Regions from separate parts of the Mus musculus genome. Here all the other regions are linked to region 3. Evidence: chromatin contacts called from public HiChIP or PLAC-seq and promoter capture Hi-C data. All regions are on one chromosome and are shown on one strand. The core of a region is the stretch at or near the end of the contact, and the rest is flanking DNA. Distances in the headings are between cores, read along the strand shown. Region 1 has its middle 2.9 kb from the start of Gm35400. Region 2 overlaps Vapa (vesicle-associated membrane protein, associated protein A). Region 3 holds the start of Washc1 (WASH complex subunit 1).

Region 1 (3,221 bases), core at 674-3,173, 550 kb before region 3:
GAGTCACAGCTCCACATGGAGTCACAGAACTAGCACAGGTGTTGTGAAAGGGTTCCTATCACATATTGATAATCATTCATTCATAATGGAGATTGTAAGGAACCTGAGCAGCCCTGGCAGCGCTTGCCAACGTCACCTCTGAACCAACAGCTTGCTTGGCACCATAAACACTGTCACAGCCACCACCACAGCCACTGCCACAGCCACTCCCTCAGCCACAGCTACTGCCTCAGCCACAGCCACAGCCCACAACACAGCTGGGACACCTGGGTTCACTTCAAGACTCCCGTGTGCTATGGTGGCATTTTACTATCCATACAAACATCCTGCTCTTCTACAAACATAATCACTTAATCACAGGAAACTTTAGTATCTCACTGCCATTGTTCCTTATCCTGTAAGTATCAAATGAGTATAGCGTTTGACTATTAGAGCAGAACATTTGGTTTTTAAAATTGCTGTTTGAGGGCTGGCAAGATGCCAGGTAAAGACATTTTACCAAAACAACATGCGCTCAGTCTCCAGAACCCACACAGTGGAAGAAGAGAACGGGCTTCCACACCATCCCAACTTCCAGTAGCCCCATGATGCTCTGTGTGTGAGTGTGTGTGTGTGTGAGTGTGTGTGTGAGTGTGTGTGTGAGTGTGTGTGTGAGTGTGTGTGTGAGTGTGTGTGTGAGTGTGTGTGTGAGAGTGTGTGTGTGTGTGAGTGTGTGTGAGTGTGTGTGTGAGTGTGTGTGTGTGAGTGTGTGTGTGAGTGTGTGTGTGTGTGAGTGTGTGTGTGAGTGTGTGTGTGTGAGTGTGTGTGTGTGAGTGTGTGTGTGTGAGTGTGTGTGTGTGTGAGTGTGTGTGTGTGTGAGTGTGTGTGAGTGTGTGTGTGTGAGTGTGTGTGTGTGTGTGAGTGTGTGTGTGAGTGTGTGTGAGTGTGTGTGTGAGTGTGTGTGTGAGAGTGTGTGTGTGTGAGTGTGTGTGTGTGAGTGTGTGTGTGAGTGTGTGAGTGTGTGTGTGTGAGAGTGTGTGTGTGTGTGAGTGTGTGTGTGTGAGTGTGTGTGTGTGTGTGAGTGTGTGTGTGTGTGAGTGTGTGTGTGTGAGTGTGTGTGTGTGTGTGTGAGTGTGTGTGTGTGTGAGTGTGTGTGTGTGAGTGTGTGTGTGTGTGTGTACTGAGGTGCTGTGTTGAGTTTCATGTTTAAACGGTTGTCAAATGAATTTTAGTTGTGATTGGAGCAGAAGTTGCAGTTCTTAAGCATAGTTCTCCCATTTGCACTACACTTTTATATAAAGTGGCAACTCGAGGTGGATTATAAAGTCAAAACACCAATAAATTCTGAAAAGTGTGACAATGCCCCACACCCTGCAGTATCAAATATCCTGCCAAGACTTGAGTATGCTGTAAAAATAAACAAGCACACCCCTCCCACTGATGTGCAAATTTGCTTTCCTCTGTAGTAAATGATACGATTATATATATCAAAGAATTGTTAACATAAATGTCTTATGACTTATCAGGAAATACTTGGTATTATGGAGGTAAAGATTTCTGTAGAGATTTCTCAGGCAAAAGGGAAAAAATTTAAGCAGCCCTGGAATTCGTTTGGCTTCGAGAAATAGGATCATAGTGCCATCTAGTGGCAGGACCAAGTTTTACAACAGTTGGTTTGGGTGGCTTTGCCTTAAGTAGAAAAAAATGAAAACTGTGTGTTTTAGTTTCACATAGTTTAACACCAGGTAAAAATGAGACGCCCTGGAGGGCGGGGTATTGGTGTTGTCTTTGAGCACCAAACCTTTACTGTCCTTACAGAAAATTCCACAAACCTGACTCTGACCTAAAACATAACAAGGAGTCATTGGATGAAGGCATGCCACTACCTCCTGGGGATACTTTAAATTTAGCAATGCCATTTGCCTAAAATTAGCAAGACTCTGGGGGCCAGACAACCAAATATAGTTACAGTAATGTCTTCTGCCTAAACCATCAGTCACAGCCAATGACATTCTGGGAATGCTAAATAGAAATTTCTAGAAACAAATAATTTGTGTTTTAAATATTTACTGTTATTTTTAAAAAAAAAAAAACATTATCCAAGCGTTTTTCTCCCCTTAGCCAGCAATTGCAGTTGACAACAGGTTAGCAGCACAAATGTGCACAGCACCATGTCTGGAGGCAGGCAGATGGGACATAGACGCCCCATTCCAAGTGGCAGGATGGAGTCTGGTGACGCTCCACTGTCCCACCCTGCCAGAACACAGTGCACGAATGAAGTCATGCCAGGGGAATTCTGAGTGCTTGTGAGAAAACTCCAAGAAAACAAGACAAGAGTCGTGTGACCTCAGTTTCTTCAAAAGCAAGGAGTTGTTCTTGGGTTGTGCTTTTGAGCCCCTCCCAGGTTTGCCCATCGGAATATAGTAAGTTTACTTTATTCATTACAACTGGCTATTGTTACGTGTTTATGTGTCTCTTGAAAAAAAACTTGTTTTTGCCATGTGTGACTTGCCGCTGTGACTGTACAGTTTAGTCAGATGACTCTTCTTAACCCTCAGAGGATTAACTGCCCGGTGCTCTGAATAAAGCTGGCTATTGCAGGAGACTTCAGTCCACCTCGTTTATGAACCCCATTCTCCTAGGTTCCACCAACTCTAGAGCGGTAAACACAACCCAAGCTATGAGTCACCCTTCTGTAAAATGTGTGCCTACAGTGCATATGTCCAAAATACCTGTCTGTAGAAGTTATGTCTCCATTCTTCCTCCCAGAAATAAGACTCAGACTTGGAATATGTTTAAAAATACCTTGGCCATGTTGCTAGCCTTTTCTCTGACTAGATCATAAGTTACCCCATTTATTCTAGTCTACATTCTGCCATATAGCTGGTTACCTGTGCTACCTCTGTCTCCTCTCCTCTTCCCACGTGATACCCTGTGCCTGGCTAGAAGGAGATCTATCTGGCTCCTTTTCACAAAGCTCTACCCTCACACACATAGCATCTGGTTCTGCCAGCCAGTGCCTCAGTTGCCTTGGGTGCTCAAAGCAGGGAACACGCATGTGCTTCCTCACATCCCAGAATTCTCTCTGCCTCCCGGATGTTCCACCTTCTATTCTACCCTTTCCTATAGGCCACGGGTTTTTTAATTGACAGGTGATGCATCCATACAATATACAAGTTATTCTCTCTACATGTGTCCACAGAGCATATGCTTCTGACGTCACTTGGTAGCTGTTTCAGTTA
Region 2 (2,992 bases), core at 329-2,828, 520 kb before region 3:
TTTAATTTTGTTCTGATATTTAATTTTTGGCAAGGAAATATGGATTGTTGAGAGCTAAACAAAGTTTAAACTACATTTCCAAAAATAACTTCTGTACAACTTCTACACTTACCACAGCTTCCATATCTGAAATGTTTGGTGGAGCAAAAATTGTCTGTACCATGAACTTATGTTTACTCTTTTCATTCGGATCATAATCAAAGGGTTGCAGCATTACTAAATAAACAGAGAAAGCACACTGTCATCTACAGTTTACGTCCTATTTAATACCACCACACTAACACACAAACTTAATGCATACCAAGATGGGTTCAAAAACTTAAATTATCCTCAAGAGGCACAAGCAGCCTTTTAACTTTCAATTATTATTAAATTCATTTTGTGTTGATTTTAATTTAGATAACTTAGACACTTTTAATATAACTTATTTTTAAACTGGATTTTAAACAATTACTCAGAATGTGTTCATTTGTTTAAATCTAATTTTAAGAAAACAAAGGATAACTGATTGGTCTTTAGACTTTATTCCCAGATCCCAATAGCATTCACTTTTACGTCTCCAGACCTGAGTTGCCTGTACCAAGTTTTAAGGCTCCAGTTCAATTTATGTTACGTAAATCCAAGATGAGGTGATAAACAAATCAGTAATTACTAATGTATATTGGATACATTTACAGTCAGGTTCTACTTCTAAACAGTCTCACTGAGCCTTAAATAACTTACTATTTTAATATTCTATAAACTTGAAAATAAAAGCTGTAGTTATCTTAAAATTTAGGGATCACCTAAGTTATCAGGTCACCAAGAATTTTAATACACACATTTCTAACTCCATGATCTGTAATGACATAATCCATTTTTCCTGAGCCTTTTGTAATTAACAAATGCAGGAGTTGAAAGCTATTGTTTTTTTTGTTTTGTTTTTTTTTAAAAAAAAAAAAAAAGGAGTAAGTCTGTGTGAGCACAGAGAGGTTTTCCCACAAGTTAAAGTCTCATGGAGCCACACATGCTGTCAGACCTGCCACCTATGGCACGTGTTACAAAGTACTGTCTCCTTGGAAAGGCTGTCTAAGAAAGGAACATTTGGATAGCACAGTAGATCTCACAGCAGGAATACGTGATGTGTATGGAAGGAACTACTGTAAGCAATAAACAAGGAACAAGACACTGTTGTCATTTACACTGAAAGGAATAAAAACTCATCTGATTTTAAAAGTAGGCCCAAAACAGGCATTTTTTTTTTAAGACTCAAACGCTTCTGTAGATGCACAGAACATGATTTAATCACAAAACAGTGCCATTTCAAAGATAAATAAGAACACAAGCTACAGTGGAAAGCTGTGGAAATACAGAATAGATAACATTTCAAATTGACCCTAGGCAATCATACACTCCCACGTAAGTCTCGAGGAGGAAAGGTTCAATAAAATGTCTGTACGGTAAGATACCCAAGGAACATCTTTACACAAACACTGAAGCCAAATAATAAACAGATAAAAACACTAAACATCAAATGCAACAGTCATGAAATGTCAATATTCAAACCTACAAAGGTCTAGGACATGGAGTACTACCTGAAACAGTCACAATTGACCCCGGGTCAATAATCCCACTGTTGGGCCGCACACAGTACCGGCGAGGTGCTGTAGTCTTCACTTTGAAACACACTTTTCTATCCGATGGATTTTGCAATTTAAGATTTGTAGTGACTACATCTGTGAAGGGGCCTGAAAGGTAAGGGGCAGACAGAGAAAAGATTAACTGGAGTCACAACAAAAGCATAATTCAAGATTAAGTTAATATAATCTCAATCCCACTTTTCTAAAGAAAACAAAAATTGTCTCTCTTTTTTTTCAACTTTTGATGATTTCATCCATAAAATAACTATGATTTTTGTTCTTTAATTTTGGTTACATTTATCATGTTTGTGTTGCACATATGAACATGTACATGTCACAGTACGTATGTGGAGATCAGAAGACAACTTTTTACAACTGGTGCCCTCCTTTCGTTATGTGGGGTCCAAAAATCCAACTCCAGTCCTCAGGCTTAGCAACAAGGATCTCCATCCAATGAGCCATCTTGTCAGCCAAACTGTACTCATATAGCATGTTCATAACACATCACATGACTGACACAAGTCCCCCAGTGGTCTTCACCAGTGCTAATCTTTACGTTCACAGGCCAACTACAAAACTAAAACCTGACAGTACTCACTTGTCTCAATTCATTCATGCACGTGTATTAAGTACTTATGAGTGGTATGTCATATGCTCTATCTAAATACGAAGTCTTGTCTTAAAGCTTTAATTCTGTACTCAACAAAACGAATTCAAAAAGCTGACCCAGCTCTACTTAACCAGTATATCCTCAGTTTTTTGTTTTGTTTTTAAAACGGGCTGTGAGATGTGAAGATAAACTTATTTGGTTTCATCTGAAAAGCCAAAACAGATTATACAGTCTAAGTTTCACAGCAAGAATTTCTTGTTGATTTTGAAGGCATTTTAATTGTTTTAATGGTCTTGTAATGGTTTTCTTGTTTAATGGTTTTAAATGGCCTTTTAAACATCTATTTTATGCTTTTGCTTTTTATTTGTCAAAGGAGTGATATTGATGATCTTAACTAGAGCACTAAGAAGACTACTGGAGCATGGCTACAGTCCCACATTCAACCACCAGCACCAAAAAGGGAGGGAAAAGTCAAGAAGCCTGAAGGAAAAGACATTATAAAAGCCTTCCTATTTTTATCTAGCCTTTTTCATTCCCTTATTTGTCACTTAGACTGTATGTCTACATGCACAGCATCATCAGGATCAATGCTTTCCTACCATGTGGGTTCAAGGGATTGAACTATTTTCAAGCTTGGCTGCAAGCTCCCTGAACCAGAGTCACCTTCTAACCTGTTTGAGTCATAAACAAAGACTATGTTTTTTAAAACTTTGCAACAGTCATACTTTGAAATCTAGATTTAGAAAATTCACCAACCATGTAC
Region 3 (3,090 bases), core at 450-2,949:
CTGGGAACACACATCTCCCAGAAAAACGCCAAAACGTCTTGGCGTGTGCACGTGCACGTGTGTTACCAGACTATTAATTTAAAAACCTAAATATAGCTCGGTGTGGAGGTACAAACTTTTAAAATCCCAGGACTTGGGGAAGAGAGGCCAGTGGAGTTCTGTGAGCTTGAGGCTAGCCTGGTCTACTTAGCCAGTTCCAGGACAGCCAGGGCTATATAGTATGATTGTTTCAAAAAAAAAAAACAACCAAACTTTAAACCTTTTGAACATGGAGCCGGAGGAAAGCAAAGGAGAATGTCACCACCATTGGGGAAGCATGTCACCACCATTAGGGAAACATTTCACCATCATTAGGGAGGCTAGCTTGTCGATCGTTGAGATCCTAAACCAACCCATTCCCACAGTGGGATGAAGGTGTGCCGGGCACAACAACAGCATTGGCTCCGGGTGAGGGCACTGAAGGCTGTGCACCCACCCAGTCCTTCATCATCTCTCTGACCTCAGATGGTAAAGACTGATGCAGGAGGACTGCCCCAGACCCCACGAGAGGACAGGACAACTTTGTATGATTATTCCCTATCACATTGTTACCAACCCTGCTTGCAAGAGCTTTCTGCCTTCCAGAAGACTCCCCAGCTGCCAAAGAGGGAGCCCCTCCCTCCCCCACAAGCACATAGCTCACAACTTCCCCACGGCACATTGCTTTCAACATTAGATGGCCACAACACTAACTGACAGAGACCCTGCATAACCTGGCAATATGTAGGATCCTGGACATGCCCACTGTGTCTTCCTGTATGTGGTGTGTGTGTGTGTGTGTGTGTGTGTGTGTGTGTAAGGGTATCCAAAGAAGACAGAAGGGAGCACTGGATCATGCTGAAGCTGGAGTTACAGGTGACTGAGTAGATCAAAGTGGGTGTTGCAACCTATCTTGGATCCCCTGCGCCAGTAGTTAGTACTCTTAACTTCTGAGCTCTTTTTCCAGGTCCTGTACACATACATCTTTAAAATCATTTCCTGGTTGCTATGGCAATCTTTGCAGGCCTAGTGCTGCTCCCAGCTGTTTTTTGGCCGTGGGGTGGGGTGGATTTCTGTCAGCAATTCTTATGTGGCTGCTGACCGACTAAGAGCTCATCAGCTGTGGGCTGTCTGTGGCTTCTTTGGCCCTACGGCTTTGGCTTGCTGCCGGTAAGAAGGCTGTCTGAAAACTAGAATAAGGGATGCGGTAGTAGGGGAGACTCATCTGCCCCCAACACTCTCAAAACACACACACACACACACACACACACACACACACAGACTGTCCATCTACAGCACTGCTTTCTCATTCCTAGTAAGCAATATTCCAGTTTGTTTCTACGCAGAACTTGTGTACTCCAGGTCAAATCATACCGTATCTGATCGCTTCTACGTTGATTTTTTTTTTTTTTTTTAAGTTGGAGACTAAGGGACTTTACCTTTAGAGGTAAACACAGGAAAGGTAGGATCTTCTAAAAGATTAATTAAGCCACTGAAGTATGCATGGCTGGAACAGAGCGGGCGTTTGGAGAACTTCCACTTGATGTCCTATATAGTGCATATGTAGTGTGAGGGTTTCTTGGAGCCGGTAACAGGAGAGACCTGAATCTCCCAGACAGGAAAGGTTAAGCACAGAGTGTGGGGCGGCTTCCTGGTCTAGGCCCCGCCCACCAGCAGCCCGGAGAGCCGGAAGTCGGAGAGCCGAGCTTACAGTGGTGGACGCTAGGACCTGGGAGTGCGGGTCACCGGGGGGCGGGGACGCTCACGTGAGGACGCCGCCTTGGGGTAAGTGTGCAGGGTGGGCGAGGGGCGGACTGGGAGCGCAGGACCGGGAGGAGGCCGCGACCCTGCCGCCCACCGGCTGGAGGCGAGTGAGGGCTCCCGGGCGGGACGGGCCCGGACGGACCGGGAAGGCGATGTAGGGATCCGGCCTGCCGCTCCTCCCACACCCTGCAGCTCCGGCTGCAGAGAAGAGGCCCCGTGGCTTCCTGAAGATTAGGGGGAGCAGGGCGTGGGAGGACAACTTGCACGGTGCGGGTGGGTTGTGCTGAGCACTTTCGAAATTACGAATTACACTGGTGACACGCACATATGGGGGGGGGGGGTTGGTGATCTGGGTTAAGCACCGATCACTTAGAAACATTTCACTTATGCTAAACAACAAGCACGGTCTCTGTCAACATAGATACTTGACAGGCATGTGTGTGTGTAAGAATGTATAAGAGAGGAATGTTTATGTATTCATGGCATGCATGACAAGTGAAAAATAAACAGAAACGATTGGAGGCCAAGGTAGAACTGTAGTCATTTGCTGGAGGGAGGAATTATTTTTGTCTCAGAACAAAACTCACGACTTACAGTAAATTACGTTTACTTCTGAGCTATTTATTATTTCCCCCCACAAGTAGAGTGGCCTTCAATCCATTTTAGATGGTTTGGAAAATTCCCCTTGTGGGCAGGACCGAAAACAGGCATCTACCCACTCCTTACAGGGCCCCAAATGACAACCCAAAGTACAAGTCCATCAAAGGGGTTCCTTGGGGGAACCCCTGAGTTTACTGGGTTTACTTGCAGAATGCGGGGTTCCCAGAGCAGCAGAATCACCAGAAAATCCCCCTGCATAGATGATGAGTCCCCCTTACTAGTATGGACACTGAGGTTACTAGGTGTTGTGCACTTAGGGCAGAATTATTGTATATAACGGGCAGAAGGTGCAGAGGGGAGGGGCAGAACATGACCCACACCATGAAAGGATGTCAGTAGTCCACAGGCCTATCTTGAACTTCACTTTGGAAGTGACACTTGTCCCAGTGGAGATGGTTAGTGCTCAGAGTGTCCTGCACGGTGACACTCCAGACTTTTCCAGTGAGAGCCATCAACGTCTTTGCAATAGCGATGCCTAGTTCCAGAGTTTATTGTGAACATGAGCAACGATGCTGTATGAAGCTGGGGCTCAGGGCAGAATCTCTTGTCTTTCTCTTCACATCAGGACCCCCTGAGTAAACACAGGGCAGGGTATCAAGCAAGATGTCTGTCAGTTAGGGGACACACACACACACACAGATCTTAAAA

What was found. Promoter capture Hi-C pulls out the DNA fragments that hold promoters and counts their contacts. HiChIP or PLAC-seq counts read pairs in DNA pulled down with a chosen protein or histone mark.
Region 1: a FOXA1 HiChIP or PLAC-seq map of pancreatic cancer cells shows a contact between it and region 3. The contact joins the enhancer-like site here to the promoter of Washc1 in region 3. A contact is called at or near these places in 4 of 39 promoter capture datasets (the HPC-7 cell line, liver and pre-B cells), 1 of 484 Hi-C or Micro-C datasets (muscle stem cells), 8 of 115 datasets of contacts at active chromatin or transcription factors (astrocytes, bone marrow-derived dendritic cells, bone marrow-derived macrophages and 4 more) and 3 of 9 other capture datasets (adipose tissue, liver and pancreatic islet).
Region 2: a contact with region 3 is called in a promoter capture Hi-C map of liver, with 2.1 times the contacts expected there. The contact joins the enhancer-like site here to the promoter of Washc1 in region 3. A contact is called at or near these places in 16 of 39 promoter capture datasets (the 3T3-L1 cell line, 3T3-L1-derived adipocytes, the C10 cell line and 11 more), 20 of 484 Hi-C or Micro-C datasets (B cells, the G1E-ER4 cell line, cerebellum and 13 more), 12 of 115 datasets of contacts at active chromatin or transcription factors (the NIH/3T3 cell line, bone marrow-derived dendritic cells, bone marrow-derived macrophages and 8 more) and 2 of 9 other capture datasets (adipose tissue and liver).

The regions. Positions count from the first base shown.
Region 1 is chr17:65,561,333-65,564,553 of GRCm38.p6, forward strand. No RefSeq gene overlaps it. Among named protein-coding and RNA genes, the nearest start is that of Gm35400, 2.9 kb to the left of the region's middle. Within about 2 kb of position 1,924, at least 30 of the 459 cell types and tissues checked have an H3K27ac peak or open chromatin away from gene starts, as enhancers often do. A contact at or near this core is called in pancreatic cancer cells, where this site is marked.
Region 2 is chr17:65,593,328-65,596,319 of GRCm38.p6, forward strand. Vapa (vesicle-associated membrane protein, associated protein A) reads right to left here. Exons shown (of 6, transcript NM_013933.3): 2 at 1,575-1,727; 3 at 113-216. Among named protein-coding and RNA genes, the nearest start is that of Vapa, 19 kb to the right of the region's middle. Within about 2 kb of position 1,579, at least 3 of the 459 cell types and tissues checked have an H3K27ac peak or open chromatin away from gene starts, as enhancers often do. A contact at or near this core is called in liver, where this site is marked.
Region 3 is chr17:66,109,847-66,112,936 of GRCm38.p6, forward strand. Washc1 (WASH complex subunit 1) reads left to right here and starts at 1,700. Exons shown (of 11, transcript NM_026833.1): 1 at 1,700-1,803.